Regions from separate parts of the Triticum aestivum genome. Here region 1 is linked to region 2. The links are chromatin contacts, called in public Hi-C maps. All regions are on one chromosome and are shown on one strand. Each heading gives the region's core, a stretch centred on a gene start, on an enhancer-like site or on the middle of the called end of the contact. The rest is flanking DNA. Distances are from core to core; before and after follow the strand shown.

Region 1 (2,776 bases), core at 216-2,715, 170 kb after region 2:
TATGCATCATTCATATGTCCTCTATCACGTCTTGGCCAGCCTATGGACCTTCTCTCATGATAATAATATATATACAGTTTGAAGATTATCGATCGTAAGATACTAGAGGACACAGACGAATCACCGCGTTTCACACTTGGTGTTTATCTCTCTCTTAACGAAATTAGCCTTTTGCTTCTTCTAGTTCACCGCCGCCACCTTCGAGTTGCGGCGTCCATGCATGCATATCTTCACCCATGGGCGATGGAGCCAATCGAGCAGGTCGACATCTCGTCCGGATCACATCAAGGGGAAAACAAATACTAGAAAAACCTGCCTCTCCCGTACGTTACCATCGTCGCGTAGCTGTATGCATGTACGCGTCTCCAAGGCTACTCGACGTTGTTAACAGCTGCACGACCTGTGATAGATTCGATATTTTGTTGTTCTTCCAAGGCAATCTAGGAGTATTTTTACTTGCATGATGGCACGCACCACGTCGGCACGTACGCACGGCCCCTATCTTGTGCCGTCAGGCCACGTCCTTCCCTTGCGATTTCCATTGTTTCGCTCGTACGTACTCGCGTTGCGTGGGTTGGATTATATATAGAGATAAAACGAGTCAGCGGTGCAAGTACGGCGGCCGGACCGGCGACCGGCCGCGCAAATCCTGTCAAACTCACGGGACCCAGTATCCACCGACTCGTACAGCGACGCCGATAGATCGCACCTGGCCGTGCATGCATCTTCGATCGGCCCGGCGCACGGCCGGCCGGCGGCGGCAGCTGAATACTAATCGCATCGCATCGCATGCATGCATGGCATTGGCGACTTGGTTTCAACGGGAGAACACTCGAAGAAACAAACAGCTTCCTAGTGGAGTTATGAGACCCTCGTCCTCGGTGGTTCGGTGGCGTTCGTGGCCAGTAGGATCCGTCGCTTCCGACGACCGGTTTCAGCTTCCGGGACGCATCCGGAGACTACGACACCACCGCGACGCACGCACGCCATTTTCGTGCGGCAGCGGAAGGAGCGAAAAGCGGCCGAGTCGATGACCCGTGCAGATTAAGATGGATGGACTGATGCCTAAAACACGAACTGTAAACTAGTGTGGTCAATTCAATTCCGCCACGGCAAACCCGCCGCGAAAAGAACGAACGTGTCTATCTTGCCGCGGCCGCAACACCGCCGCGCTTTGAACAGCGGCCAGCCGAGCTAGGCTAGGCCGGGGGGAAGAGAAACCACGCACGTCGCCGGGAGATATGGCTGAGGGCGACGGCCGGCCCTCGTGACCCGTGAGCTGGTTTCGCCTTTTCTGCACCGGCCGGGGGCAGCGGCGGGCGAGGGGCTCGTGACGGCCGTGTCTGGTGGCGGGGAGCACGGGGCGATCCGGGGGAAAATCCAGTCGGGTGACGGTGGATCCATCCGTCCCGTCCCCGTGCGTCGCTGCTGGCCAGTTGTGGAAGCGGGTGGCGATGGGGCGGGCCGCGTTGCACCTGCACCGGTGGAAAGTCGTGACAGCGAGCGGTTGGTTGGTTGGTGCGTCGGGGTGGTCATTAGACGGCCGCCGACGACGCGGCGGCGGTCGCACTCGGGGCGCCCAAGCTGGACCGCTGAATTGGTTGCTTCCGAGGAAACATTCAGCGCCGTCGCTCGTCGGCACCGGTCTTTTCCGGTTTCGACCCAACCTTGAGGAAAATGATGGAACAACCTGGGGAAACTTACTACTAATACGATCCAGCCAGGTGATTCCCCGGTACGTACGTACGTATGAGTTATGACCTAGTCCAAGCACAAGGTTGGCAATGCATGTCTGACCGTACCATGTCGTGTTGCCATCCGTTTCGGCCCGAGACACGTAAAATCTTCCCGCTCTTCAGTCTCGGTCATCTGCTCTCGCTCTCCCCCTGATTTGGTCCTTCCAGATGCAGAGATGCTGGGTTTGATTTTCTTCCGTTCCTACATGTACGCACGCACGCACGGTCGCACGAGGACTTGTACTGCTGTCAAAATCAGGCTGCAGCACAGCAGCAGGTTGCTACCTTGCATTACTGTACTATTTAGGCCCATAATTTAAGGCCTGATTGCATCCGGGTTCCGTTAACTGCATGAGGCACGCCTCGTCAACCGGCGACGGGTGCAGCGCGGGAGAAGAGGCGGGGAGATATCGTTTTCTTCTCCCGGATTCCTCGTCCCTCTTCAAGGTGCACGTTCGCTCGGCTGGGGAATGTCAAGCTCGACGACCAAAAATACAGAAAGTTAGATAGATAACCCGCAAAGATAAGGTTTCATATGGCTACGCTGTACTGCTAGTATTAGGTACTGTAGCCACTACTGTACTAAGTCTGTAATGTATGTGGGGTCTCATGGGTAAGCTTTTTCTTAGCTCAGATTGCTTTGTTTAGCATATCAATCAGCTGGGATAAGCTAGTAAAACAACGTCGTCTGAGGGATCACATTATCTAGGGCTTCACTCGTCCTAGGACAGAACTGGGCAGAGCAGCCATGAGGGCGAGGGAGCAACGAGCGCGGAATCAGAATCTCGGAACGGAAGACGATAATAAAGCAAGGAAAAGGAGCGCTCATGCATATGCATGGAGATGATAGGAGGTGGTGTGTTGACTGTTGGCTATGCGTCTCAATAGTTTAGCAGTTTCAAAATGATTGGAGCTCGCACCGGTTCCGGTCCAGGGGGGTGCCCTCCGAATCTCCGATGGAGGTTCTGTTGGTTGTGGTGAGTGGCTTAGTGCTATGGCCGATATACATGCATCTTTGTCAGTGCTCTTGTCAATGCACA
Region 2 (2,700 bases), core at 12-2,511:
GTCTGGAAACATTTTATCTTATGAACCGAAAGCCCGATTTAACTTTTGTCTGTGTATTTATATTGCTGGTGACAATGACTTCTAAACAAAATCACTCTTGAATATATTTTGATAATTTTAAAATTTTGATATTTGAAACATGATCAGACCAGGCGAGAGATGGTGAAACTCCATGAAACATGGTGTGGAACCCTATGATAGTCTGCGAAACTTGTTTCAGGTAAATGTTGTAGTTTGATGGGTTTTATATTCTATAGTTTCATCAAGTTTCAAAATTCGTATTCAAAAAATTATGGAAATATATTCATGATTGATCTTGTTTAAATGATCTCCTTACCAATAAGGAAAATGTATGATGTGTATGAAAAAAGTTGACACCAAAACATATATTTGAAAGAAAAAAATAGTCATGTGTATGAAAAATGTTAAACCTGTATAAAAAATATTTTACATTTATACCAAAAAAATAAAATATGTATGAAAACAATAGACATTAAAACATATATTTAAAAAATATTAATCATGTTTTTAAAAAATATTGAATTTGTATTAAAAAGTATTTTTTCCATATACGAAAAATGTACAATGTGGAACAAAAATGCAGACATGTGTTAAAAAATAAAAACAACTAAGAAAACCAAATAAAGAAACAAAGAAGACCAATGAGAAAAAAGAAGAAAAACTAAACGGGAGAAAACCCAGTGCAAAAAAGGAAAATGAAAAAAGAGAAGAAGAAAACCGGGAATCAAACAAAAACCAGATAAAATGAAGAAAACAAATAAAAACCAAGAAAGAAACAAAGAAACCCGAGAAAAAAATAAAATACAAATACAATAAGTAGAAACAGTGCAATCGAGAAAGAAACTAAGAAATTTCGAAGAAGAGCAAAAGAAAAAAAAAACCACAGAAAACAAATGAAATATAATACAGCTAACAAGCGTCTTCGGTCAAAATCCGAGCTAGGAGCGAGCGAACTAAAAGAAAAAATGGACGGGCTCAATACGTACATGAGGCTCTAGGGGAGGGGAGCATGCATCTTGCTATATTTTTTTTATTTTTGAGTAACTTAGTTCCCGCAGTCGCAGAGAACCTAGGCAATGAGCCCATCACTTTCTTGAGGCTTTCCTGTGAATAAAATTGGGCTGCAAAAGCAAGTTAATGAGATTTCTTGAGGCTTTGAGTGCGAGCTGAGATGGGCTCGCGCCAGCCTAGCGCGGGGTGCAGTTTTCCAATGTCTGAAGACGTGCTGTTATGAACGGTCTGCACAATTCGGCTTTCTTGTGAATACACGTGACGGCTGTCTCGCTGGTTCTGGCGACTTCTTGGCGTCTTTGTACGCGACCTCGTCGGCAACTTTTGCCGTTCAATCCCCATCCAATCTTCCACAAAACAAACACACAACAATCCTAATTCCTTTTCCTCCCATCTAGAGTCTAATTCCAGTCCTATTCTAGCGATTGTGAGAGTGAACAGATCTGAGTTGGAATAAGTGAGTGAGGAACAGAAAGGATTTCAGGAGCAAGATCTGGTGTGTGTGGCGACGGCGGCAGATTTGGGGGCGTAGAGGGGACTGCTCGGGAGTGGTGAACCCAGCTGCTCCCAGCTGCAATGGGGGACCTGAAGGCAGTATACCTTGGAGGAGTGAAGGGCAAGCTCAAGAATCTGCAGCTATCCGAAGCGGAGAAGAAGGGGATCAAGATTGGCAGGAAACATGCATGTTCCTCATAGGTGAGCAAGCTACAGGCAGTAGGTAAACTAATTTCAGAGAGACCTGCTAGGGCAGAACATGTGGGAAGAACCTTAGGGGTAGTCTGGAGTCCATTATTTGGAGTGGAATGCAAAGACCTGGGCAGAAATCGATTTTTGTTTATTTTCCAACAAAGAGCTGACAAGGAAAAAGCACTAGATGCTGGACCATGGAGATTTAACAACGACCTGTTGGTGATGGAAGATTTCGTGCCTAGTAAAACAATAGATGAATATGAATTCAGGACAATACCAATATGGGTAAGAGCGTATGGCGTCCCAATGGGGATGATGAGCAAAGAAACAAGAGATTTGATAGGAGAACAAATTGGGAAAGTCATTGATGTAGACCCAGAAATTAGTGGTGATTCTATGGGAGCATTTATGCGGATCAAAGTGAGAATAGATATCACCATGCCAATTATGAGGTTTGTAACATCTTTTATTGACGATGAGGAAGAACAAGAGCAGGAAAATGTAATGATACCTGTGGGAGATGATGAGGAGATAGAACTAAGGAGAAAGAAGAGAGAAATGGAGGAAAAAATTGTCTCCTTCACATACGAGTATCTTCCTGACTTCTGCTACAGCTGTGGAATTATTGGACATACTAAAAAATCACGCCCAACTAGATCTAGAAGAACAGGGTCCAGACAGTTCGGGCCATGGTTGCGTGCAAATATTTACAAGGGGAGCTCGAGTGAAGAAAGAAGTAGGGGTTCGAATGATAAAGGGAAATTTTGATCAAGCAATAGTGCAGGAAATAAGGGGAGCGGACAAGGTAGTGATGGGCCGTCGTGGCGAAGGAATGTACCAAGTGGAGATGACGAGGAAGGAGCAGGAAGGAGTGAAGGAAAAGAAGTGACAAGCCCTTTCGCGTTAAAGGAGTGTGAGGACCAAGGAGCAGGGGAGAGAAAGAGATTGGATTCCAACGAAAAAGTGGTAGAAGAGCCC

What was found. Hi-C and Micro-C count contacts between places; a contact is called where the count stands out from the background.
Region 1: a contact with region 2 is called in a Hi-C map of leaf, with 4 times the contacts expected there. The contact joins two enhancer-like sites. A contact is called at or near these places in 2 of 5 Hi-C or Micro-C datasets (both in leaf) and 1 of 1 datasets of contacts at active chromatin or transcription factors (leaf).

What each region holds. Positions count from the first base shown.
Region 1 is chr2A:656,676,031-656,678,806 of IWGSC CS RefSeq v2.1, forward strand. No RefSeq gene overlaps it. Among protein-coding and RNA genes, the nearest start is that of LOC123190025, 33 kb to the left of the region's middle. Within about 2 kb of position 1,466, at least 2 of the 8 cell types and tissues checked have an H3K27ac peak or open chromatin away from gene starts, as enhancers often do. A contact at or near this core is called in leaf, where this site is marked.
Region 2 is chr2A:656,504,985-656,507,684 of IWGSC CS RefSeq v2.1, forward strand. No RefSeq gene overlaps it. Among protein-coding and RNA genes, the nearest start is that of LOC123190024, 85 kb to the left of the region's middle. Within about 2 kb of position 1,262, at least 4 of the 8 cell types and tissues checked have an H3K27ac peak or open chromatin away from gene starts, as enhancers often do. A contact at or near this core is called in leaf, where this site is marked.